Regions from separate parts of the Mus musculus genome. Here regions 1, 2 and 3 are each linked to region 4. Evidence: chromatin contacts called from public HiChIP or PLAC-seq and promoter capture Hi-C data. All regions are on one chromosome and are shown on one strand. The core of a region is the stretch at or near the end of the contact, and the rest is flanking DNA. Distances in the headings are between cores, read along the strand shown.

Evidence for each region. Promoter capture Hi-C pulls out the DNA fragments that hold promoters and counts their contacts. HiChIP or PLAC-seq counts read pairs in DNA pulled down with a chosen protein or histone mark. Capture Hi-C pulls out chosen DNA fragments and counts their contacts.
Region 1: a contact with region 4 is called in a promoter capture Hi-C map of pancreatic islet. The contact joins the promoter of Emc8 here to the promoter of Zcchc14 in region 4. A contact is called at or near these places in 3 of 39 promoter capture datasets (cranial neural crest, embryonic stem cells and liver), 1 of 484 Hi-C or Micro-C datasets (muscle stem cells), 6 of 115 datasets of contacts at active chromatin or transcription factors (astrocytes, bone marrow-derived macrophages, embryonic forebrain and 3 more) and 1 of 9 other capture datasets (pancreatic islet).
Region 2: a contact with region 4 is called in a promoter capture Hi-C map of the C10 cell line, with 3 times the contacts expected there. The contact joins the promoter of Zfp469 here to the promoter of Zcchc14 in region 4.
Region 3: a contact with region 4 is called in an H3K4me3 HiChIP or PLAC-seq map of embryonic stem cells, with 9 read pairs. The contact joins the promoter of Fendrr here to the promoter of Zcchc14 in region 4. A contact is called at or near these places in 1 of 39 promoter capture datasets (liver) and 2 of 115 datasets of contacts at active chromatin or transcription factors (astrocytes and embryonic stem cells).

What each region holds. Positions count from the first base shown.
Region 1 is chr8:120,663,452-120,669,595 of GRCm38.p6, reverse strand. Emc8 (ER membrane protein complex subunit 8) reads left to right here and starts at 1,509. Exons shown (of 5, transcript NM_010926.6): 1 at 1,509-1,839. The coding sequence starts at 1,618. Gm27021 (predicted gene, 27021) reads left to right here and starts at 1,454. Exons shown (of 4, transcript NM_001308449.1): 1 at 1,454-1,839. The coding sequence starts at 1,618. It overlaps Cox4i1 (cytochrome c oxidase subunit 4I1), which reads right to left and starts at 1,371. Exons shown (of 5, transcript NM_009941.3): 1 at 1,241-1,371; 2 at 214-287. The coding sequence starts at 1,350.
Region 2 is chr8:122,226,727-122,233,477 of GRCm38.p6, reverse strand. Zfp469 (zinc finger protein 469) reads right to left here and starts at 3,204. Exons shown (of 3, transcript NM_001362883.1): 1 at 3,067-3,204.
Region 3 is chr8:121,080,246-121,087,155 of GRCm38.p6, reverse strand. It overlaps Fendrr (Foxf1 adjacent non-coding developmental regulatory RNA), which reads left to right and starts at 4,046. Exons shown (of 6, transcript NR_045471.2): 1 at 4,046-4,182. Foxf1 (forkhead box F1) reads right to left here and starts at 2,770. Exons shown (of 2, transcript NM_010426.2): 1 at 1,782-2,770; 2 at 1-437. The coding sequence starts at 2,757. The coding sequence ends at 277.
Region 4 is chr8:121,648,645-121,654,992 of GRCm38.p6, reverse strand. Zcchc14 (zinc finger, CCHC domain containing 14) reads left to right here and starts at 3,060. Exons shown (of 13, transcript NM_080855.2): 1 at 3,060-3,268. The coding sequence starts at 3,092.

The sequences.
Region 1 (6,144 bases), core at 260-2,759, 980 kb after region 4:
GTAAATCTTTAAAAAAAAAAAAAAAAGAAAAAGAAAGTAAAAGTCCTGAGCCGGGCATGGCGGTGCACATCTTTAATCCCAGAACATGGGAGTCAGAGGCAGGTTAAGTCTCTGCGCTCCAAGGCAGCCAGAGCCATGCAGAGAAACCCTGTCATGAAAAACCAAAGGGAGGAGAAAGAAAAGGGCAGGGAAGGGAGTGAAAGTCCTGCTCACCATGTGCTCGAAGGCACACCGAAGTAGAAATGGCTCTCTTGCCAATCAGGCTCAGCGCTCTGGAAGCCAACATTCTGAAAGACAAAAAAAAACCCTTATACCTCTTAACAATGACAGCAAACACCTTTTAGCCAAAGTCTTTTTGCGGCAAAACATTAAGGAAGTAAATGCAACTTATCCCCCGAAATGTTAAATGTTTTTTTTTTTTTTTTTTGGTAATGATTTCATCAACTTTTTAAGGCACGGACTGGCCTGAAAGCTTCCACTATTACCTTCCTCTACCTCGTAAGAGCCGGCATTACAGGCCAGAGGCATGCCCCCAGGATCCGGTTTTTATTACTGATGCGAAGGCACAGGGTGAACTTCCTTACATCAAGCCAAGGGCTGTAATATACATGGCTTTGGCCAATGACTATAAATCCGGCTTCTTAAAAAATTAACTAGAAAGACAAAAATGACTGAAACTGCTAGAACTAGATATATAGATAGATAGATAGATAGATAGATAGATAGCACGGTAGCACACCTCCTGCGACTGAGTTTTATTTTAAAAATTGACTTGTACAGAGACTGCGAAGGGCAAGCGGGAGGAGGCCGCCCAGGCTCAGGCCCTGGCCCGCTTCCCGTTCCTGCGTCCCGCAGGCGACCTGGATGACCCTGTCACCCGCCCCAGCGACCCGAGCCCCACGCCTCACTGTAGCACAACCCCTGAGATTCGATCCCCGAGAAAGAACGTCCGAGCCCGGGAAAAAAAAAATCAACGCCCGGGGCGGCAGAAACCGTAGCGTGACGTCAGGGCTCAGGTCGCTGTCCCTCGGGCCTGGCACAGCGGGAACGCCCGGTGCCCGGCAGGCCGGAGCGGGGACCCGAGACAACAGACCCGCTCGGGGAAGCGGGCGCCCCAAGGTCACCGAGCCGCTCAAGTCCCGGGTCCGGGGGCGTCTCGGAGGCACCGCTCCCGGCCCCGGCGCTCCAGGTCCTCGGGCCCCCGACCGTGCCACCCTCACCCGCCGTCCAAGGCCGTCACCTGCCACCGCTGCCCAGGCGACCGCCGCGACCGCCCTCTACACCCTGGGGTGCTCGCGACCGGAAGAACGGGGCCCGCAACCGGAAGACCAAGACGGAGCCGCGAAGCATCGCGGGAATCAGGGAAGCCCCGCCCCAAGCCCGTCCGTTTCAGAGCGCGGGGCGGGGCGGGGCGGGGCGGCGCGGCTCGGGGCAGGGCGGGGCAGGACGAGGCGGGGCGGGGCGGTAACTGTCGCGAAAGGCCGAGCGGGTAGCAGCTGCTTTCCGGCAGACGTTTTCCGGCCGACCGGCTGAGGCGGGAGGCCGCGGCCGGAGGTGCGAGAGCGTCACGGCGTGCAGCGGAGGGTCGTGGCGGAGGACCGCGGTGCGTGGGTCGCGATGCCCGGCGTGAAGCTGACTACGCAGGCCTACTGCAAGATGGTGCTCCACGGCGCCAAGTACCCGCACTGCGCCGTCAACGGGCTCCTGGTGGCCGAGAGGCAGAGGCCGCGCAAGGAGCATCCTCCCGGAGCGGGCAGCCACACGCTCTTCGTGGACTGCATCCCGCTCTTCCACGGCACGCTGGCTCTGACGCCCATGCTGGAGGTGGCGCTCACCCTGGTAAGCTCGCGGTCGAGGCCGCGGCGCGGGGTTCCGGGCCGGGCGGAGTCGGGCGCCCTTCGCGGGACGCTGCGGCTGCTCCCGGGGAGCTCTCGAGGTTTTGTAAGATGACCGAGAAACTCGAATGTGTGGTGGACGTCCTTAAAACCAGCACTCGAGATGGGGAGGCAAGAGTTCGAGGCCAGCCTGGTCTACATTAGTGAGATCTGGGATAGGTAACGTTTAAAGTTTAAACTTAATGTGTTTGTGAGGCCACAAAGAAAAAAATGCCTATAGCATGTAAATCTCTAGTTTTACAGAGGTTTTTTTGTTTGTTTGTTTGTTTTTGTATTTTGTGGGTCCACTTGCCGATTTTTTTGCCCCAGACTTGCTGTTTTAGCAAGATTATAGGTTATAATACGGACTGCTGTTTCTGCGCTTGTAATCAAACTCGGTTTCTCTGCTTAAGAGACATTTGCAAGACCCGGAATTCTAACTCTGCGGTTTGCCTTTATAAAGCCCTGGACTGATATGGTCAGGCGCTGCTTACTACATCTTGGAAGCGCTCTCAGGTGCAGTCCTGACGCACCTGAGAAACAGATCAGACCCGTAACCACCCAGTCTCCCCACAGCCTCATTTACATCTCAGAATGAGCTCTGAAGTTAAAAATCTGAGCTGGCCTAGGAGGGAATGCTAATCCTGTCTCCCCCTCTCCCACCAAAATGACTGCATTGAATCGGAGACTTGCTTTGAATGTAGCCCCCCATGCTAGCCTGGCACTCCCAGCACTTCCTGCTCTAGATTCCTGAGAACTGGGATTACCGACGCGACTCGCATTCCTTGATTTCTGTTTCTTTTGTTTTCTGGGGGAGAGGGTTAGGGTTTCACTCTTGTGGCCTTGCCGAGTTTGGGACTCTTCTGTAGACCAGGCTGGCGTCCTACACACAGACCAGCCTGCCTCCATCTCCTGAGGCTAGGTCTAAAGGTGTGCACTACCACCACACCTTGCTCATCCATTATTTAATTTACATTAAAACACCAGAGGTAATTTCCAGCAAACTACAAGAGCCTACAGGCAAATCGGCACGTTTACTGGGCACATTTTGAATGTTTTTTAGATTCTTTCTGAGCAGGAGGAAGGTTTGCAGATGATACTTCGTTCCAGAAGAGAAGCGTGCTTTTAGTGCCTAAAGTGTCTCTTGAGAGTTCCTGTGGGTGATTCTGGCCACCGTCTAAGTTGTTCTGTTAGCAAGGGAGTTGCACCTGGCTGGGCCCTGCCTTCCACAGTAGGGCAGGCTTCTCAGGTTCTCTCCTGACTTGGTGGGGTGGATTGAACCCAGGGCTCAGTTAGACTTGGATTTGTAGAGGTCTGGCAAGCTCTGTGCTGAAGAGCTCCTAGCACCAGCTGATGGAGGAGCTGGAGAGATGGCTCAGTGGTTGGAGCACTGGTTGCTCTCCTAGAGGAACAGTCCTAACTAGGTCAGACACCTATAACCACCACTAACTCTGTCTCCAGACTCCCTCTTACGGCTTCTTGTGTGTACTGCACTCATGCCCATACTTATAGACCTGAACTTAAAACTAAAACAAGGGCCAAGGCAAAGTGGCCTTAAAGTTCAAGGCCATCCTGTTCCACACAGCTAGTTCCAGGACAGCCAGTGCTAATGACACCCTGTCTTGAAAAAAAAACAAAAAAAAAAACAAAAAAACCCACAAGGTAGTTTTTGTGTTTGGTTGGTTGGTTGGTTTTTCCCCTCCTTAAGAAAATTAGCTGGTCAAAGTTGGAGGGTTAGGATGGTCAGGGCATTCAAGTGTCAGGCCAGCCCAGCATCCCAGGCCATGTGACCTGCCTCAGGGCCTCCACATCTGAGACGGTCTGGCAGTTGACTGTCTTGGACTTTGTGCACCAGATGCTGTGACCACTCTCTTCCAATGCTGCCCTCCACTGTGTCCCTTTAACAGTGTGGAAACACTGAGTCCCCAGTGCTCAGTTTAACAGTTCTCAGGCCTGAGCTCCATTGTGATGAATTCCGATGCCTGTGGAGTGTCTCCCTCAGGCTCTTGTTGAACTTGTCCCTTCATCACCTGCCAGTCTCAGATGAGCTGCCTCCTGCAGCAGGTTGCAGGCTCCCCTTGAAGGACTGGGGTCTGACAGCATCTCTCTGGACAGTGCATCTGTCCCAGGATGTGACCCTGTGCCCATGGGAGCAGCAAAGTCCCTTAGAGCAGTATGCCTGCTGCTCCCTCCCTCCACCCCTCTGCTCATACTTCCTTGTCCTCCAGTCTGTCTCTTCCCAAACACACATAGTTCCCGGTACTACTGTTCCTCCTATACATGCCCCCTGCCCTGAATATTTTCCTCCACTTCCCCTGGGCTGTCTAACCAGCCTCCCCGGTGCCTGAGTTTTCTTCAATTTGTGTTATTTACTTTGCAACCTTGTATGCTGAAGGCCAGGAGGTCTCTGGGCTTAGAGCCTGCAGCTGTCAAAATGCAGGCTGTCGAAGTTTTAACAGCAACAGGCAGAACCCATGCAGTTACTTCAGTGAGGCCCCATCCTGGTGGCTCCCACTGCCAAGGAGCTCACACTGGAATGATTGCTGAACGTGGTAAAGACGAGCCAGCCACTTCTTAACATGTGCTCTGCCAAAGGACAGCATGAGACTCCTTTGAAGGGATTTCTATTATCATTTTCCATTAGACAAAAATCCTTGCATTTCCGGGTGCTTTTCATCTGTTTAAGTACTTACGCCTATTATTTATCCTCAAGCCCTTTGACGTAGGCAGTGAAGGAATTACTCTTAATAGCAAAAAACCATAAAAGGGTTGGTAGGGAAATTAGCGTAACCCTATTTCTCTAAGCCCTTTGTCTTTCCCCTGCCTTGGTTTTGGCAGCGGAGGTGGCTCTCTGCATTCTGCTCAGATGACTTTCTTACCATGATGTGGTTTCAGGCCAGTGTTCTTCCTGCTGTCTCCACTCCATGCCCCACAGCTGATGTCCCATCTGCCCTGGGTACTTCCCTCTCGTTAGCAGCCTCACTCCACCCCCAGCTTCTCTTTCAAGGAGAACTCTGGGCTGGCCTGAGAAGTAGCTCCTTGAAACTGTGAAGGCACGGCCTGCTTCTTGCTGCAGACAGGAGGTTTGACCAGGCAGGCGACCTCCACCTGGTGGTCGTGCAGGCTCAGGTGTGGTGTGCTCTTAGCTTTGCCTGGTCTCTGGCTAACGTGGAGTCACTTGAGATCCATGACGGTGCTTAGATACAATGTTAGCAGGCTTGCAGAGAAGGGCCCATCTGTGCAGTCTTAACAGGGTTGGCCCTGGCCCCTCGATAGCTCTCCAGTGTGACTGACCCAACAGCATAGAGGACATTGAGCAGAGGGAGCAGGTTCACATCCTGCTTTCTCCTCCTGTGAAGACGTGTCCGAGGTATGGTGTCTGTCTGAGGTTCACTTCTCTCCCTGTGGTCCTGGACAGCTATTTGCTATTCCTGTGCTGATCTTAATAAACTTCATGGTAGAGGTCTGGGTTTTCAGATAGCCATGCTGGGATGATGGCCATTAGCAGAGGTCAGCGTCTGGGTTGTGCTTTATCTTGGCCCACTTGGGAGGGGGCAGGTTACTGGACTGTGTGCTGCCACTGTAGGCCACCCAGCTTTTCATGGGGCTGTGAGGCCTCTGTATGCCTGTCTCTTCCCATCCTAATACCTCACTCTTCAGAGGCCACCTAACCCTAGTTGGTTTGTTAATTATTTAGGGCCTAGAGAGACGGCTCTGTGGTTAAGAACACTTGCTACTCTTCAGTAGACCGAGTTCACTTCCCAGCACCTGTGTCAGGTGAATCACAACAGTTTGCGACTCCAGTTCTAGGGAATCTGACACCTTTGGCCTCCACAGGTACCCGCGTTCCTGTACACACCTACACACAGACATATACATAATAAAAAATAATAAACCTTTAAAAATATTTCATGTGTATGAGTGTGCCTGTGTGTGTGTGTGTGTGTGTGTGTGTGTGTGTGTGTGTGTGTGTGTGTGTGGTTTGTGGAAGCCAGAATGCCAAATCCCTGGAGTCATATACAGTCATGAACCACCATGTGGGCGCTCTGTGAAAATATCCAGAACTCTAGAACTCTTAACCACTGCGTCATCTCACCAGCCCTCTTCCCCTGTTCTTAAAAGGTTTCTCTGCCTCTGAGTACGCAGGAGGGAGTCTGTTCCCTGGTTGATGGATAGGCCGTGTGCAGGTCCTTAAGCACCTATGAGTTGGGTGGGAGACAAAAACATACACACAGTGAAAATTTGTTTGAGTTCATAGAGCCAAGCCAGA
Region 2 (6,751 bases), core at 1,955-4,454, 580 kb before region 4:
CCTGCCAGGCTGGACACGGAAATATATGGTTTAAAGACATGTCACAGTCCCTGCTCCACTCTGCCAGGCACACTTGCTCCAGTCTGAACTCAATACACGCTTCTGCAGCAACAGCAGCAGCAGCATGCATGCGTGCATGCGTGCACATGTGTTCGAGGAGCAGCGATCAGTGCTGAGGAACAACTGGTGGCAGGAACCTCACTGCTGAGCTCAGCCAGGCCAGGCACCTCTGCGTGGGTCCCTGCAGCCTTAGGACCTGTTTTGCACCATGTCCCATACCATGGATGAGCACTAAACACCTGAGAAGGGATCCCAAGCCAGACATGACAGACTTGCCGGACATGACAGATGCCTTGGCTCTTTGTGTCTCTGGGGAGGGAGGTCATTCCCTAGTGTGCACAGTGGGTTAGGCTGAGTGCAGTCCTTGGGAACAGAAATAGCAGCTCGCATACGGCATAGACATCATGGCGCTAAAGCGGAGGCTCTGATACAGATGATGAGATGCCCTGGGGTTTGTGGCTTCTTGGTGAGCAAAGTACGCTAGCGCAGCAAAGAACCACTACTCACCCGTACTGACCGGATTTCTACCACTGGAAATGGTGGGATGCTGGCAGACTTCATGACAGGTCTGCAGGATAACACTGACAGCTTCTACTGCCCTGGCCCCAGCCTCAGCCCCAGCCTCAGCCCCAGGGTGAATGGCAAGCACAAACAAAAAGAGAGAGGCCAAAGAAACCTTTCCAGGTCGTGAGGGAGCCATGTCACCTCAATACAAAGCCCAGAGCCCACTTGGAGCCTTCCTCCCGCCATGCTTGGGTCAGAGCACTATGGGTCAGCTCCACAGAGAACGGGGCTGAGGGTGTCAGTCAGAGGTGCTGGGTGCAGAATGTTATTTGGAGATGGGCTGGGCCATATTGTAGCTGCTGTTCCTTTTAGAGAGGGGACACGGCTTCACCTGCTCTGGTGATGGCCATCGAGGACAGGGACAGAATGGGAGGTGTCCCAAGAGGGAAGGGAACTGAGTGTCCCAGGTAGGTGTGGGAGGAAGGGGCTGTGTTAAAGGCCCTCTCACCCTTCATTGTTCACGCACGAGTTCCAGGAGGAAATGGGGTGAGGCCAATGGAGGGCTGATGAGGAAAACAAGAAGCAGATGCAGTCCAGTACCTGGCCACCTGCTTCCATCGGCTGGAGCCCAGGACCAGCCAGGTTTAGTGACTTGCCCAAGGCCATGCTACCTGCCACACTTGCCCCTGGCCTGGGTATACCTGTGCAAGTATGCCCCTCCTCCACACCGTTGCAGCTCTAGAGGAGAAAGCAGACCCAGAAATGGAATTCTTCCCAAGATGGATTGGGGGTTGGCCCAGAAGCCCAGGCTGCACATAAGTTTCAGTGTGTGGCCTGGCCTCTGCTTCCAGGCCATGTCAGTACTTAGCAAGGGCACGCAGAGAAAGACCCAGGGCTTGCTTCCCAAAGCAGGTGGCAGGACACTTCCTGGCTTGCAATGCCAAGTTGTAAAAGGTACATGCTCCAAAGACTTGGTGGGGAGTGACATACCACTAACTTCTCCAAGGCAACTGTGGCAACTCCAGGCTTACTGTGTCGCCTGTCACTCCAGGTGATTGACAGCTAGGGGCTTGGGCTGAAACGGATCCTCCAGTAGCGGCAGGACAGAAGGCTCAGGCTGCTGTGAAGGAGTGAGAGGCCATCGCTGGGGGCATACAAGCAGCCACTGACCTGGGTCGGTGGAGGGTGGGGTCTTGTGGAGACTAAATCACTGACACTGTAAGCTCATGACTTCAGAGCTCTCTTTGGCTCTCCCACGGCCTCTACAATGCCCTGGGATACTGACAGCCTGGAGTCCACTTGCTTTGTCTCACCTTATCTCCCAGACTGAAGAAACCCTGTGCCGTCCTCTGCTGCCTTCTCCCATTCACAATAAGGAAGACACACTCTGTTGGCTCTGCCCAGTTGTTTGGGACCTGCCAGGCCAAGCTTATGGCAAAAGGGACCTGCCAGGCAAGCTTATGCCATCCTGAAGGGACTGCTGGCCAGCTGCTGCTCTCCCCGACTGGCCCCGTCAATATGCCCAAGCATTTTGCCCGCTTGTCTGTTATTTTCCGGACTTGGGTGTTGGCTGAGTAAAGACGGTTGGGACAGTGCAGGACACAGAGGCCTCGACACACCTTTGTCCCTCTAACAGGGGGAACTGGACCAGAGTCAACTGGCAGTGTGGCTCTGGACTGTCAGCACCTCTGCTGCTTTCCAGCTGTGCAACACAGGCCACTCTGACCCTCTTCATCTAGAGCACGGGGTTCCACCCATTTCACTAGGAAGATTAAATGCAGTAGTAACACGTGGCACAGTCCCCACACAGCCGGCTCAGAGGAGCCCGAAGAAAAGCCATCAACTGTCTCAGCTGGAGCCCGAGCCCCACTCAGCAGCCCGGCTGTTCCGCTTTCCTGTCTGCTATGCACATCCCTGCTTCTACCCTGGGGTCTCGGGTGCAGGACAGGGTCCAGGCCGCCACTGGAAGTCCGATTGAATCCCGCTACGATACCCTCCCCTTCCCACCATCGCCACGAGGGGCGCAGTGTCTCCGCGGTCGGCTTAGCTTAACTCCGTGGACTCCTCCAGCGGAGCTGCCCCAAAGCACAGGGTGGGTGGGGGCGCGATGGGCCTCCTGGCGGAAGCAAGAGCGTGGTGACCCTCAAGTCCGCTAGCCGGACCCCATCCCGCCCGCGGAATCAGACCTTAGGGGGTCCCGAGCGGGCGGCGGTGGAGTAGCATACGAACGGTTCCAAGTCGCAATGAATGAGTTACCGCTTCACCTCCCGCAGCCCCGTGGCTCCGACTCCCCTGGGCTCTGGTGATGCTTGCTCTGTGCTTCGCAACTCGCGGGCGACATCCCCAACAGCTCTCTCAGGGGCTGGGCCAGGCAGCCCCGAGTTCGGTACTCGGCGCCTGCAGCTCGTCTCACCGTGTGTCGGAACCCGAGGCCAGCCGTGCGCCTGGAGGGCAGCGCGGTGACCGCACCCGTCCCTGATCACCCCAGCGACGCGCACTCACCTCCGCCCCGGCCGCGCGTAGCTCCAGTTCCCGGGACGCGCGGGGCGCCCGCGCCCGGACCGCGTAGCCCCAGCGCTCATCCCCGCCCGCAGCGCCCCGGCCGCCCGCCCGCCCGTCCGCCGGGCACCGAGCCGCCGCGCTGCGCCTGGGGCGGGGTGCGAGCAGAGGGCCGCCTCCCGGGCCGGTCCGCGGGCAGCGCTCGCGCGGAGGCCGGACGCACAGCAGCGCCCCGGCTTGGGTTACACGCTTGCGCCCCCCCCCCCCCCCGCCCCGCCCCGGCTATTTTTAGCACGGCTTTTCCTAGGTGTTGGTTTCATGTGATCCACCTAGCCACGCCGGCCTGGTGGGAAACTCTCTCCCCGGTCACCAACCCTCTCCCCCCACAACACGCTCCTTGGCCAGTTCTACAGCTGGCACGCCGCTGGGCGGAAAGCCTGGCTTCAGCGCAACTTCGGAAACGGCTGCCACCATTCCACCGTGTGGCTTCCAGTCGCAGCTCTATCCATCCTTCGCTCCTCCCAGTCCCTGGGCCACCAAAAGCAACTAAACCTCTTCCTCTGGCTTCTGTCCCGGAAGGTTAGGGCCCGGGCCATAGCTGACACCTGTTTAGGGGAAAATTCAGGTTAAGCCTCCCCCTACCCCCCAGTACATAAGTCTGACACTCTAAGGTGCTGCGGCCTGGAGTAGATGTCCAGCGGGCTTCTGTCATAACACAGAGCTCGAAGTCATCAACCTTGGTGGCTTCCTACTGGGCCATCATCCAGCCTGGGGATGAGCACACTGGAACGTAGTGGGGACCGAAGGAGCTATTTAGGTCTCTAGAGACGGAGGGGCACCTTTAAGATCATCTGACAAAATGCCACATCTAACATGAACCCAAGCTTCACAGATCAGGAATCTGCCAGAGGCCACACAGCTGGAAGAGCTTATGTTAAGATGTTCAGCTCAGCATGAGGGTTCAATGCCCCAGCATTGAGTAAAAAGGCAAGGTGTGGCGTGTATTTGAACCCAGTGCTGGGGAAGCAAGAGCCAGGCAGATCCCTGGGGCTAGCTGGCCAGGCAGCTTAATTTACTCGGTGAGCTCCAGGGTAACCTGTCTCCATAACAAAGCGGACAGCACCTGAAGCCGACCTCTGGTCTCCACGCACACACGTACACGATGTGAGCTCACAGCCCCAGGTCCTGAGAGAGAGAAGATCACTGACTCCACTTTAGATGAACTGGATCACTGACCATTGATCTGTGGGCTTCTCAACAGGCGGGGGTACTTCACGGAAAGAGACCCTGTCAGAAAGAGCCCTTCCACAGCTCCCACCCCCAGTAGGTCTAGCTGCCACTCAGAAGTTCCAGTTTCACTCCTGGGAACACCTTTATCATGCAAAGCAAGGCTGGGCGCAGGCTTCCAGGATGCTTCCTGGGAAACTCCTGGCCTTGGGCAGGTCCCAAGGCCTATGCTGAACCACTCACTTGTGAATGGCCCTGAGCTGCAGTGTGCTGCAGGGCAAAGCTGATCTTCCTGGGACTGTGCAGTGTGGCATGTGACAGTGAGTGAGCCCGAAGGGGATGCAAATGTGAATAGAATCTGGGTTGAGAGGCCCCCACCCTGCCCTGCACCCCAGCTCTGGAATTCTGATCACATTTCCGCAGTATCATTCTGGGCCTGTGGACCCAGGATCTCTTGCTCCTCAGAAAACATCCAGGAAGGGTCTGAGAAACTAACTGTGAGTGGAGGAATACCCCAGCTACCAGGCTTCCCAGTCCCTACTGCTGGGGTCCCACCCACCCGGGAGACCTTGGAAGACATATCTGTTTTAACTTTAAGGAAGGCCAAGATTTCAAAATATACCAGTGTGTTTATGTATGTATGTATGTATGTATGTATATATGTATGTGCTTGGGGCATGTGCATCTGCGAACACATATACATGCATATGTGTGCACATAAACATATATGTGTGCATGCATGTAGTATTTGGACACATGTTTCTCTAGCTGTGTGCCTCTGGACACTGCCCAGGCTACAGACACAATAACCGAGGTCACTGGTGCCCCCACCTGCTGCTACAGCCTTAACAGTGGACAGGCCCTGTAATTCTCGAGTCAGGTGGGTGTGAGGCCTACAGCCCTGTCCTACTGCTCAGGAGGCCATAGCAAGGCAGGTCTCCTCTGCTTGGCAAGCTGCTGCCCCTTTTCCAGGCTCTGGTGCTGTCTTCAGTCCTCTGACTGGAAAGCCTGCATCCTCTCCCATGGCTACCCGTGACTGATCAGTGATGTTGAGGCACAGGTGGGGCCGTAGTAACACTGTGAAGCCTCGGTGTGCACAGGATGGCAGGGTCAAGGTCTCCTCTCACTCTAGACATCAGTCACATGAGCATGAGAATGCTGTTATGAGACTTTTCTGAGTGACAGGGTCCTTCCTCAAGGATGCCTTGGACTTATGTCCGGCAGCCTCATCTTCTCCTCTCGGTCCTGAACAAGAGCCAGAGCTCCTGACAGAATGACCTCTTTGTCCTGGGAGGAGCTGCTAACACACACACACACACACACACACACACACACACCTGGGGCCAGAGAAGAGGCTCCTGAGGGAACCTCTCTGCTCCTGCCTTTCACCCCCCCCCCCCCCGCATGAACTTTTGGGGAAGGGATGGGAGTTCTGAGCCCTCATTCTCTAGGGAAATCGTGGCCCAGCCAGAGATGCTAACTTGATTTATCCAGCCACAAGGAGAGAGTCCAGGTCTCTGGCCCTGACCAAGCCCCTAGTCAACCCAGCACACAAGGCCAGCGCTGGCTACCTCTGGCAGAGGCTTCTTGGCTCTGGGGTGGCCAGGGAGCCAGCAGTGCTCCTGAGTCATCGCTCTAACTTCTGCCCGATGCAGAAACAAACCACACCACCAGCACAGAGCAGGGTGGGAGGAGCAGAAGTCTCTGGTGGATTGCAGGACCACACTGTCACACTCCAGCAAGTTTGACCCTGGCTACCTCAGCCGGTGGCCACAAGCCATCCATCCATCCATATACATGCATGTGCGTGCACACACACACACTTTGAAGGCCAAGTCTCACCCTGCCTTGCATGCTTGCACCAGTCACATTTGGTCATCAGGACACTCTAATAAGTGATGAGAAGCGGTGTTCCACCCCATAGACCAGCCCCAACAGAGACTCAGACCACTGTATGCTCCTTGGATTCCTCTGGGCATTTTCAAAGTCAGTTGCTAGAAAGGAGAAACTGAGGCTGGAAACGCTAAGAAGCCTGCCCAGGCAGGAGAATGGGGGCTGGTGGGACACACTGGGCACAGCCGTTATACACACACTGGGCACAGCCATCACACACATACTGGGCACTGCCATCACACACATACTGGGCACAGCCGTTACACACACACTGGGCGCTGCCATCACACACACTGGGCACAGCCATCACACACACACTGGGGCACAGCCATCACACACACACTGGGCACAGCCATCACACACACACTGGGGCACAGCCATCACACACACACTGGGGCACAGCCATCACACACACACTGGGCACAGCCATTACACACACTCTGGGCACAGCTGTTATATACACACTGGGCACAGCTGTTACACACACACTGGGCACAGCCATTACACACACATTGGGCACAGCCATTACACTACTTTGCAGGTCTTGCCTCCTCACCGAGGCCAGGGG
Region 3 (6,910 bases), core at 2,797-5,296, 570 kb after region 4:
CTGGTTTCAGTGGGGTTGAAAGTATTTATTTACTGACAGCTGCAGTCTGACCTGGCCCCCGGCTGCCGCTGTTTTTTTAGAAATTAGTGAGGGAGTGAGGGTAGAGACGCTGCTCCCAGTCTGTGTTGGGATTTTCTTTACAAATAATCCGTTAGGGGTGGGGCTATCCCTTTTCACTTGCTGACGGGTTATACCTCCAGAGTAAAGCAGTTTGTGGCGGTGGGCTCCTGGTCCCTGGGCCGGCCAGGCTGGGCTGGAGGGCCCCGTGGCCTCACCTCACATCACACACGGCTTGATGTCTTGGTAGGTGACCTGCTGGTGATAGTAAGATCCTCCGCCTGTTGTATGCATAGAAGAAGAGGCCATGGCATTGAAAGAGAAGACAAACTCCTTTCTGTCACACATGCTGGGCGACTGTGAGTGATACCGAGGGATGCCTGTAGGGTAGGGCGACAGCAAAAGGAGGGAGCAAAACATTAGCTTCCAGGGCATGAGTTCAGGACCCAGCCTAGAAGCCCCAATGAACTTGGTTATGTGTAAGCAGGCAACTCAGCCCTGCTCTACACATTCCTCCTAGCCCCACTTCCTAGTAAAACTGGCCTTCCTGGGGTTCCCAGCATTTGGCAGGAACTGAACTGAGAAAGGGGACTACGGAGTCCTCCGTGGTCCCTCGTGGTCCCTCGCTGTGCCTTCCTGGATTTGGACTAAATCACTAACTCCAAGTCCTGCTCGAGGTTGCTTCCTGCCGCTTGGGCCTCTCCAGTCTGGACTCCTTGCCTGGCAGAGGGCTTCTTTGATGCGGAAGGGGAAGGCCTAGGAGGCGGCCCGTCCGTCCGTCATGGCCTCATGCCCCAGAGCCTGGAACGCTGAGATTTCTGCAGTTGCCATTTCCACCCTGGTGGAGCCAGAAGCCCAATGCAGGGTCAACAGAATTCAAAGCCCACATCAAGGTTCAGGCAGCTGAAGAGTCCCCTTAAGGACAGGCATAAGGTGTGTGTATATGTGTGTGTGTGGGGTGACCCTGTGGAGAGGTGGACCAACAGCTAACCACCTCTCTCCTCTGGTCTGCCTCCCTGGGGTGGCCCTGACAGCTTATTTATGGCTATCCCTCTACCGACTTTTCCTTCCAGAACTAGGCTTGGAGGCTGAAAGCTATCTTCTTTTTCAGTGGGGGAGTCTGGGGTGGGCTCTGAGGGGCCTTGAAACCTGGATCCTGAAAGACAAAGAGCATTGGGGCTTATGACTCTGACCCCCAACTCCAGGCCTGGCCACCACACAGGACCCAGCTTAAGTCTGCACAAAATGCCCCTGGACTCACCAAACCAGGTTTCCTGAAGGGCCTGGGCTGGGCCTCTCAGTGTTTGGTCCAGGCCTCTTTGGGCCTAACTCTTGCTTTGGGCCTAACTTTTCCGTTCTTGCCTGACACAGATTCTTTGCATGGGAAGTATCAGAAAGGTGGGTTTGTTGGCCAGGGCTAGGCCGCTGGCTAGATACACAGGGCCTTTGCTAGAGGCGAAGGAACCCAGATGTTCCCTGGACTTAAGAGAGCCTGGGGTCTGAGTCTTTTTGGTGTGAATGGGGCCTACCTGGTCAGGCTAGGGGCAGCCAGAAAAGAGAAACAAGAAACGAAACTCGACCAGTCTAAACTGGGGACATCAAAACTCTCCTTAGAGAGAGAGAGCAGTTGGTACCCAAAGAATTGGGGCTAATGCTCTAGAAGCAAGATCGGTTCACAGTGGCTGTCATGGCTTGGGTCTGGGGTTGGAGCCCCCTGCACTCACCTTGCAGTTCTGCCGGCCCGTTGTGACTGTTTTGGTGAAGGTATGGCTGCTCCAGGGAGTGCGTGGAGATGCTGCCAGACAGGGGGTTGGCGGCTGGGTTGCAAGGGGACAGAGGCTGTTGCTTGATGTAGGAGGCCCCGCTGTTGAGAGCCGCGGAGGCCGCGGGCGGCCAGGCTGCTGCAGAGCTGGAGTAAACGGCGTGCGGCTCCATGACTCCGCCGGCGCCGGCCGGCAGCAGCGGTGAAGCGGGCACCGAGCTGTCGTGGTGCGGGTACTCCCCGGCCGCAGAGCCACCGCAGCCACCCATGTACGAGTGGCCGCCGTTGGAGGGCAGGTGTGGCACCGAGTGGCTGGGCAAAGCCATGCCGTCCACGTTGCCAGCCAAATGGCCATTCATCATGCCCAAGCCGCCCTCCAGCGCCAGGCTGTTGGGCGCGCACGAGAGGCCTCCGGAGCCCTGGAAGCCGTAGGTGTCGGGGAGGTGGTTGAAGCCCAGCCCGTTCACCATGCTGTACACAGGCTTGAGCGCCTGGCATTTCCTTCGGAAGCCGCGCGGCCGCCGGCGGAACGAGCCCTCCTCGAACATAAACTCGCTAGCCGGATCGATGGTCCAGTAGTGGCCCTTGCCGGGTCGCCCGAGGCCCTTGGGCAGTTTGATGAAGCACTCGTTGAGCGACAGGTTGTGGCGCACGGAGTTCTTCCAGCCCTGGTAGGCGCCGCGGAAGAAGGGGAAGCGCGCCTGAAGAAACTGGTAGATCTCGCTGAGGGTCAGGCGCTTGCTGGGCGAGCTCTGGATAGCCATGACGATGAGCGCGATGTACGAGTAGGGCGGCTTCTCCGGCCGCCGCACGCCGGCGTTGGTCTTCTTGGCCTTGGTGGGGCCCGCCGCCGCGGGGTCCATGGCCTGGCCGCCCGCGCCGCCGCCTCCTCCTGTGCCCCCGCCGTGCGGCGGCTGCTGCTTGTCGGGCGCGGACATCGGGTGGCTGCTGCCGCCGCCGCTGCCGCCGCTGCTCTGCGCTGCCGAGCCGGGAGGAGGAGGAGGAGCAGGAGGGGAGGGAGGGGAGGGGGCTGCGCGGGGCGGCTGCACCTCTGCCGTCACTGCGGCTCCCGAGCGCGCCTCCCCCGCAAGCCCGCCCTCCCCAGGCGCGCTATTCTCCTCCTCCTCCCTGCGGGAGGCCACGCGCATCAGGGGGCCCGGCACCGCCCCCCCCGCCTACTCCCCCCCCCCGCCGGTGCACGCCTTTGCGCCCCCGCAGCCTGCAGTGTCCGATCCCCCGTAGCTATTCAGTGGGCTCAAGCCCCCCAGGTCCCTCCCCACGCGTCCCCAGCCCCCCTCCACCCCCGCTCCCCGGACTGCGAAGCCTGCCCCGCCTCTGCCGACCTGGACCCGGTGTGCCGGTCCCCGCCTCCTAGGCCCGGATGACCGGGCTGGACACGCGCCCGGGACTCCGGTCTTCCCGGCGCGCTGGGCTGCGGCGGTGGCGGAGGCCTTGGGTCGTGACCAGCGCGGGCAGAGAGAGCGATTGGGTTCCCGGCCCCCGGGGCAGGACGGCGTAAGTTCCCGAGAGGGACCGCCTCCCCTCACTCCCCGCCCTGGGAAGCGCTGCGCCGGCGCCCGGCGCTCCTCGGACTCGCCCAACCGCGCTGCAGCCACTGCCCCAGCCGAGCGCGGGCGGGCGGAAAACGAAACCGCAGGCGGCTTAGCGGGCGCTTTGTCTCCAAGCGCTGCAAGCGGGACCCGGAGAGTGGCTTCAGGTCGTGCAGTGCCACGAACCGCACAGGTTCCCTAGCAGGCGGCTTCGTGCACTCATTCATGAAAGCGCGCACACGCGTGCATTAACACGCGCCCGGAGCGCACACACAACGATGCCCCCAAGCGAATCCTCTAATCACCAACTTAGACGCGCAGGCTTGCACCAGTGCGCTCCCCACTCACGTTCCCCAGGGTCCCCCGGGAAGCTGCCACTCTCAGATCTGAATTCACAGAGCAAAGTCTCCTCGGAGCCCCCTCCCCCCACGCTTAACTCTGAAATCCGCTTAGTTGGCCCCGCGGCCCCGTGTCCCCTTTTACAAGCGCAGGTTCTGATTTCCTGAGAGATGGCAAAGTCCGGGGCAGGAAGTTTACAAGGCTCAACGTAAACACGTTCCGGGGGATCCTTTAATAATAAGAGTAGAGAAGCCCGCGGGCGCGGGGGGAGTTGGCCTGATGCCCCTATGGGCTCGGCCTGCCGCCGCCGCGGGGCCTCCGACGCTGCGCGCCAGGCCGGGTTCCGGAAAGCGGGTGGCGCAGGCGGGGAGCGCGTCAGGGAGCGGCCCTGGCTGCGGGGTCGCGGCCTTGGAGAGATGATGCGGGGCGCAGGACGATTCACGATCCCAGGTGGACTTGCGCGCTCGAAACCAGGTGAGTGTGGGCCTTCCGCAGCCCAGACACGCGCGCGCGCGCGCGGGAAGCCCTAGTGGCAGGGCGGGTGACGAAGGGGACCTTTACAGGAGTTGGTGCGAGGGACCTTGGAGCTAGGCGGCTGCGCCCTGGCGCGAGTTGCAAGAAGAGATGTCTGCGGGTCTCCTTCAAAGCCCGCTGGCCTCAAGTTTCTTTGGATTCTCGGTTCCCCATCTTCTCCCCACCCCCACGCCTTCAGCTTTGGTGGTAGGCGCCTTGTCGTCTTCGAGGCGCCTGGCACATCTGTGCGAGGGTCTGGGGGCTTACTGACTTAGGTTGTTGCTCTGTAGCTGCCTCCTTTGGCAGAACCGGGTTCGCAGGAGGCGAGAGTCGCCATCCCGTTCCTTTCTCCAGGACAGACTTTAGAACTCTGTGGTCCAACTAAATTAAAAGGGAGGAAGAAGGGAGGTGGACGCTTATGTGTGGTTATGTGTTCGTGCACATAGACGCTCTAGCAAGCCGGCTTCTGCGCCACACAGTCGGCCTAGACAGCACCCCTCAGCACCATCCACAGACTGGCGTCTGCCTTCTCACGGGACTTAAGTACAGTTAAGGGGCCCCACCCTGGAAGGGCGCACCACATGTAGCCTGCACGCTGCTGGACTGTGCCTTCGCCCACACAGAGCCACAGGATCACAAGAATGGGCCTTGTAGGCCAGAGCGCACCCTTCCACCCCAGGCCACACATTCCCACACCCCCAAGTTTTCTTCTCCCCCCCTTTCTCCTTTCTTTTCCTCTCCATTATTTTCTTTTTATTTACGGTTTGTTTTTTTTTTTTTTCCTCTTACACTGGCAATTGCAGACCTGAGGACTCTGGGCTGTACCTCAGGGAGGGAAGTTCTCAGAAGGGCGCTACATAGCTGGCCTTTAGCGAGAAGTGAGCTGAGGAAGGCGCCCATTTTCCGAGCCGGCACAGGCTGTATTTTGCATGCTGCCCCAGTCCAGCCTTGCCTCTGACCTCAGATCAAGGGTGCCTCCAAATCGAGGGGACGTGAAGCTCTTTTCCAGTTAAAGGATGTGTGCCCATAGGTGACCTCCAGATCTGCCCCCCTTCCCGAACTCCCACAGACCGCTGTCAGAGGCTCTTTAGGGTATTTTGTAGAGAAATTTCCTTTTCAGGGGAGGAAACTGAAGTTTCATTTGCCCTTCAGTCTTCAGGCCTACCTCCTAAGGCTGCCTGTGAGGGGGAGGGTCAGGGGAGCCCAGTTGCCTGAGGCTCAGCCCGAATTCCCACTTTCCACTGAGGAGAGAGATGGAAGTGGGTACCCAAGAGGGTAGGAACCCTGAAAGCCTATAGCTTGGATGACCCTCTACAGTTATAAAGCAATGAGGGTTGGGGGGAGTTGCCTATGTGTCTCGAAACAGCTCGCAGACACTTTGAGATCTCTCTGAATCCCACATTTTTAAAGAGGAGAAACGGAGGTTCAGTCATAGGGCTCTATCAGTGGCTTCCCTTGCTGGACGAGTCTCCTGGCCCCATAAACTATCTCCAACCGATGCTTTTATAAAGTGTCAACTGAAACTGGGGCGGGAGGGGGTGGGAGGAAGCCAAGCTCTTGGTCATTTTGTGTAACTAGGATGAGACTGACTTCAGGAGCAGGGTCATCATGCCTCCCTCCTAAGAGGCCGCGGGGACCGCTTCCCCCCCCCCCCCCCATATTTCAGTGTAGGATCACTCACAAGTCTGGATGGTCCCAGCCTAGACCATTTTGTATGGAGCCAAGTTTCTCCCTTTAAACGCGGCTCCAACTAAAGCACCCACTTCTTACGGTTGTGGCAGCAGTGAGCTGGGACGAATGTCACACAAAAGTCCCCCGGGGGAGCAGCCTCAGGGAGGCAGGGCCCTGGATCCATAGGGTGATACCTGCTCTCAGCTGAAAATCCACAAGACTCCCTCCGCATCTCAAATCAAATCCCTGCGCTTAGCACTGGCTCCAGGAATGCCCGCATTTCGGGGAGGACGCCCCCCACTCCGGGGCCCCAGGTATCTGCGCTGGTTAATTGCTTAAGTGAAGCCGCCGGCCGAAAGCGCGCCCGGCGAAACCCGAGCGCGGAACCAGATCCTGCTTCGGCCGTCCGGCCGCGGGCGCCGCCGACCACCCACAGCGAGGCCGGCCGCCCTGCTGCAGGTTAGCAAGGGCCGACCCCACGCGAGACTGCGCATCCCCGACATCCAGAGGGAGCGCGGGGGACGCGCCGAAGTGCAGGGATGGAGAGGGGAGGGAACGTGATACGGACAATTCAGCCTTTGGGTACCAGAATTCAGAGTGCCACTTGCCCGATGAGGTAACTGTGGGCAAAGTGCACGGTGGGACAGGCACCACGGACTGCCAAGGGAACTGTAGAGCGAGGGAGATGTAGAGGGGTGAATGGATAGCAAACGAATACCATGCCTTAAGCCCTGGAGGACCTGGGGCTGGTGTGGTGGCTTCATGTGCAATCAGTGTTTGAAGATTCTAACTGGGCAGGACTCTCCTTCAGTCTATCCACCGGCCTGGTTGGTAGATTGCCCAACTAACGTGTGTACAGAAAGGTGAGGTGATCGGTAATCCCAGCATTCCCGAGGTGGAGTCGGGAGGAGCTGAAGTTCAAGGTCATCCTTGAGTTTAGCAAATTCAGGGCCAGCCTTGGATATCTGAGATCCCTGTCCCCCAGATTAAAAAGCAAACAAACGTGAAGGACACGCCC
Region 4 (6,348 bases), core at 1,811-4,310:
TGCTCAGGACTGAGCTGAGGCGGGGAGGACAGGGTAGGGAGAGGAGACCTCAGAGCTCGGGTATGTGAACTTGGGTCTCTCATCTCCATGGCCCCAACTGAGGTCTGTTCCTACAGCTGAAGCAACGGGGGACATAACCTTCCTCTGGTTTCCTGTGGTTGCCCTCAGAACCGACCTCACTGTAAGCTGGATTCTCCTCCCTGGAGGCCTTCATCTAGAGTCAGGTTGTGGTGGCTAATGTCCCCGGGGCACGGGGGAGGATCGGGCCAGCCTCCTCAGCTCTTGCCATCCCTCACTGGAGGGTCTATCTTTACATGACCTTTCTGCCCTTGACTCCAAGGACGACACAGCTTTTCTATTAGGACATTCTCAGTGCATTTGGGGGGGGGGGGGGGCTATCCTTAACCTGGCACAATGTGTCTTGATTCTGATCTTCATTGTATCTGTAGAGACCGTATTTCTAAACAAGGCGGCATTTACAGGGTCTGGGTGGGGGCTGTTATTTAATTCATCATGGCCTTAAATAACACACACAGCAAGAGCTAGAGGCGCAGGAGACCAGCCCTGGGCCTTCTACAGTTCCAGCCCCTGCTTTCCAGCTAGAATGAGCCTTGGGTAGCACCCAGGACCTCCAGTACCACCTGCCAGGCTGGGCTCTAGGCTGCCTTTATAGATGAGGATACTGAGGCCCAGAGGGGTCGAGTCAATGGCCCAGGTCACACAGCCAGCCAGAGTCTGGGCAAGGTACCCAGGTGTCTGTGGGTTCTGGGGCACTCCCGCAGGAAGTAGGGGTGTGCTGTGTTTCAGGTCAGTCTTCCTTGCTTCCTGGCTCTTAGATTTAGGAATGGATGTCTTCCCCCAAACTGCAGAGAATTAGGATTCATTCAGTAGCCTGCCCTGGGAAAAGGGGGTAGGGGTGCCTAATGGACTATCTCCTCCAAACCTCCCAGTACACTGGGGTAGCCAGAGAAATGCGCTCAAGAAGGTGGGCAGGGCCAAGGGAACAGTTTCCCAGCTCTTGGCAGGCACCGTCCGCTCAAGGTGGGAGCTCCAAGGCCGGGAATGTTCTGCCGCCGAGAGAGTTTTCAGCACCTTGGACCAGACTGGAAGGATCTATTTACTAGTTCCAAAGGCCTGGCTGCAGGCTCTGCAGGGGAGCTCAGCTTAGTCCAGGTCTCAACACTCGATGCCCAGGGACATCGGCCTATACCCCCAGGATGTCAGAAGACTCCATCTAGGAATGGGAGCGGGGCGTCTTGTCCCAGGCCTCAGTTTCTCCGTCTGCCCAAGGCGGGCCCTGTATCCGAAGCACTGGAAGGGGATAGGAGGCCCGCCTGTCCTTCCCCCAATTGCATCCCGGTGCCAAGCAAAAGCCAGGGTGGTGGCAGTCCTTTAGCCCTGCCTCTGCCCGCGGGTTTGCATTTTCTCGGTTCCAGGGCCCGAGATGCCCGCTGACAGAACGAGCTGACAGACCTGGCAAGTAGATCTTGGGGTGGGGGAGGGAAGAAGGCTTGCTCCTCCCATCATCCTCGCCCTAGGCGGTCCCGCCACCTCAAAAACGCAGGTGCTCGCCCACTGTGAGCTCTCAGCAGCCCCCCGGGAGGGTATTATTACCCGCATCTTCCCCGGGAGGCGCAAGGGGCTCGGAGAGAAATCACGATTCGCCCAAGGTCACACAGCTCGGGTGGGCAGATCAGAGGGAAGTCCGGAGCCGGTGGTGCTTCTGGGCCCATCGCCGCCTCCTTGCCGTCACGTTCATGAATAAAGCACCGAGGCCCAACGCCCGGCTTTGCCCAAAAAACAAGGCTCCGGGCTAATCTGAGGGAACAAAAGCGCCTAAAATTCCATCCCGAGTTTTCCACCACGCCGATTCCCACCGACCAATCCCCTAGCGCCGGTCCGCAGGGGGCGGGCACAGGCGGACCCGACGTGATCGACAGTCCATCTCTGAGGCGGCGCCTAGACTTCGACCAATCCTACGGAGCTGCCGAAACGAGCCGTCGCGCAGGACAGGCGGCCTGGCCAATTGGCGTGGGGGGGCGGGCTCGGACAGCCCGGGCTGTCGCGAGAGGCGGCCACCCCGCCCACTCCGCTGGCCGCGGCTGCCCGTGCTCGCGAGCGCGCTCTGCTCAGCTCCGACGGCCCGGGCCGCGATCCGTCCGCGGGTCCCGCTGGATCCCTCCGCCGCGCCAGGCCCGTCCGGGCGCCGCGCCCAGCCTCGCAGCGGGTAACGGCCGGCCTGGGCGCAAGCACAGGAGGCGGCATGGCCGGGGCGGCTCCGTCGGGGGGCGGCCCGCACTGACAGACCCTGCGGCGCGCGGGGAGATGGGGGCGGCCGCCTCCCGGGCGACGACGACGACGACGAGGAGCGGCCGCCGCCGCTGCCGCGCACCGGCCGCCGCTGGGGACGGGCGCGGGCAGGGCGCCTCCCCGTGAGCGGCGGCCCCGAGGCCGCTCGCCGTCCCCGGCCGCCCGGGCCGCGGCCCCGGCTCCGGCCGCCGCGGGGCCCCTGGCGGGCGGCTCCCCCGGCCCGCGCGCGCCCGGCCCGCGCCCCGTTCGCGCGCGCGCGGCCTCGCCCGGCGCCCGGCCGCGGCCCTGCGCGCCCCCCGGCCGCCCGCGCGCTGCTCCCGGGCCCGGCGGCGGCGGCGGCGGCGGCGGCGGGCGCGGCGCGGGCGGCAGCATGGTGGAGAAGCGTTGCCCGTTGCAGAGGGACGGCGTGTACCGCTGGTTCTCTGAACTGCCGTCGCCGCAGCGTGTGGAGTTCCTGTGCGGCCTGCTGGACCTGTGCATCCCGCTCGAGTTGCGCTTCCTCGGCTCGTGCCTGGAGGACTTGGCACGCAAGGACTACCATTCGCTGCGCGACTCGGAGATCAAGGCCAACAACCCGGCCGACCTGGGCAGCCTCACCAACCTGACGGACGAGGTGGTGCGCAGCAAGCTGCTGGTGTCGCTGGCCCTGCTGGGCTCGGAGCAGCGCGAGGCGGCGGGCGTCTTGTACCGCACGCTCACGCACACCGACTCCATCATCCACAACTACGGGCTGCAGCTCAACGAGGGTCGCACGGGCGATGAGTTCCTCCTGCTCTTCACCATGGCCTCTAACCACCCGGCCTTCAGCTTCCACCAGAAGCAGGTGCTGCGCCAGGAGCTCACACAGATCCAGAGCAGCCTGAACAGCGGCGGTGGCGGCGGCGGCGGCGGTGGTGGCGGTGGCAAGAGCGCGCCCGGGCCCAGCGGCGCGCTGCCCACCTGCTCGGCTTGCCACAAGGTGAGCGCAAGCGCGCGCGGTGGGGCAGCGCGGCTGGGGTCCTTTACCGGCCAGCCTGGAGATGACCTACTAAGGGACCCGGAGGCCTGCGTCAGCGCGCGGCCCCCTTTGTGTGTTCGGTGTCACGGCCCAGGCTGGGGACACGAGAAGGCCTTTGTCCTGTCAATCCCGGTTCTTAGGTGACATAACACTCAACGATATGTCCACTTGCACCGACCTGGAACCTGGGCGCAGGTGGGCCCTGCCACCTGCCTGTCTGGGTCAGGTGTCCCCGGGCGTGCATGGCAGGGGTACGATGTACAGGAACCCGTGTCTGCGTGTGCGATCGTGGGGGTTGTGCACGCTGCTAAGCGTGTCTGTCTGGAGAGCCTGGCTCTTGACAGGGGCTTTGCAGCCTCAGCGGGTCTGCGGGTATGCTGTCAGTGGTGATCCACCATCGGGGAGAACCCAAGCTCACTGAGGTGGGATCTGGTCTTAGGATGATAATGTCAGCTTGCTGGGCAGGAAGGGCAGCTTGACTGTCCACTCAGAAATGCCAGCTGTGGCCCGAATGTTTGAGGACTGGTAAAGCACGTGGTTCTCGTGGAAGCTGAAGGCTGGGTGGTTGGGGGCCATGGTGACTAGCAGATGGAGTTCATTTCTTTAGTATCCATCCCTCTCAGCTGCAGCCCGGAGTTGTGGATGATGGAGTCGGTGTGCATTTGGGCCTTTGGAGGCCGGCAGCAGCCCTGGAGCCAAGAACCCAGGTTTCTTGTGAGAGAAAGGCTCACCAGTGCCAAGGGCCATTGAGGTCCCACACCATGTCCTTGGTAGTCAGAGGCCACATCCGGGCCTCCTGCCCAGCTGCTCCACAGTCTGAGCCTTTTGAAGTTTAAACTCTTAACTCAGCTTCCCCTGTCCAAGGTGAACAAGGTGAGGTCGTCGGGGCTTCCGTCGGTTTTTCTTTCAGCTCTCTTTGAACCTTGAGTTGTGGCTTCTTTTTAATGTCTTCCTCTAAGAAGTGGTTGTGGTTCCTGAATGGGTTTCTGTGGCGTCTTATCTTTTCACTGACGTTTGCCTCTGAGACTTCGGTTAGCTTTTTGGGTTTTTCTTCTTCTTTTTTCTTACATACATACACTTTGCCACCTCACTTCCCTCTTGCATGCGAGGCAACTGTCAACAAGAAAGGCAGGGCCCAAGGAAAGTTAAGTTCTTCAGGCCAGCCAGCTGTCACCTCTCTGTGGTCTCCTCAGCTGCGGTTAGTTTCATCCACGAGCAGGAGCTTGCTGTCTCCCAACCTGGGCTGCCAGACCCCTGTGTGAGTGAAGCTCAGACGCATCAGGTCCGGGTTGCTCTGTAGGAGATGGGGACTGGTTTTTAACAGGGCAGTGAATTCAGAGTAGAAGTGTCTAGAACAAATGTCTTGGGTCCTCTCCCACCCACACAGTACTAGGGATGGAGCCTGGAGCTTGTGCATGCCAGGCAGGTGCTTGGCCACTGAGCCCCACCCCACTGCAGCCAGCCCTCACAATGCCTGTATAAGATGGCCTTTGTCTCAGGCAAAAGTCCACGGCGAGATGGAGTTAATCTAGTCCCCAGGGTCTGGGCACTGGTCGCCCGCCTTGGTCTCCTGTGCTGTAGGAGGCTGGGCTGAAGTCCTCCAGAGGTGACAGGGCAGCTGGCAGCTGTGCTCCCCGTGTTTTTCCCGGCCATGTTGGCTGTCAGTGGTTCTGTGGAGCCATGCGTTGTCTGCCCGAACGGCTCTCGTCCTGAGCTTGCAGCTGTTGCAGTTTTCAGGAATCCTGTGGCTGATAGGGCTGGGGTTTTCTTTAGAAAGTTGGGGGACATTGTTTGGCCCTGGCACAGGGGCTCTTGACTTAGCAATGAAGGCTGGGTCTCACTTGCTCAGATCCAAACAGGTCCATTTCTCTTTCTTTTCCCTGGCTCTGAGTCACTCCCGAAGGGACTGTTCCCCAAAGCTGAACTTGGGCTCATTTGTAGCTCTGAGATTGAAGCCTGATTGTGTGTGTACTTGGAGGGGGATCCTTGGAGGGAGAAGTCCAGCCGAGAGCCACTTAGCACTGAACTCCGGCCTCCTCTGCATCCTCAGCAGAAGGTGGCTCTTGTGTTTCTTTCTGAGCTGTGTCACTTGGTTTTGAACTTAGGACTGAGACTTTGCTCTCAGAAGTGAAGGTGTGGAGTGTTTTTGGATGTTGTCTGATTTAAATGTTTATTTCTCTTACCTGAGTTTTCTGGAAAGCTTGGTATTGTAAGCTTCTTTACGCTTTCTTTTCCCTTTTTATTTTAAATGTATAACGTTCAGAGCAGCCCTAGATGTTTAAAAGTGTGGTTTATTTATTTTAAAGACCGAGGTTTTGGGAATGTGGGGAGGGACTCTAGAAGTGGGGGCAGTGTTTGGGATGTAAATAAAATAAAATAAAATAAAATAAAGACCAAGGTTTCATTGTCTTGCTCACCCTGGCCTGGGAATTGCTATCCTCCTGCCTCAGCCTCTGCAGAGCTGAGAGGATAGGGACACACCAAGCCTAGCTGTGGATGCATTACGTAGGCATGGCTTACTTTAGAAAACCATTTGCTGTCTGTGGTGTGGGAGCATTAGGGGCTGCAGAGGGGCTGCAGGCCTTACCCTGCTGGGTGCTTCCTGTCCCTTAGGTGTGGTCTCAGGATGCTGAGAGCAGTGCTTGCATTTTTTTTTTTTTTTTTTTTAGTAGAAAACCTTGGTTTTGGAAGCAGGTTAAATCAAGACTTTTAAATGGGTGTGAGGTACCAACTTGTAACCAACCCCAGCACTCAGGAGGCTGAAGAAGGAGGCTCTGACTTCAAGGCTGCCCTGACACCTCAAGTTGGTGTCCGGTAGCTGGTACAAGAGAGCATAGCATTCCCTCTGAATTGTGGTCAGGGTGCTGTACAGAGCTGTGTGGCCAGCAACGTTGAACTTGTTCAGATACCCGAGCCTGTGAGCCGTCCCTGCATTCTCCCACCCAGCCCCCAAGAGACACGGCCAAATGTCTGTCTGTGAGTTTGTCCTCTCTGAGGCAGTCGTGTGAACGGAACTGTGAGTGCTTGGCCGTGTGCTGGGC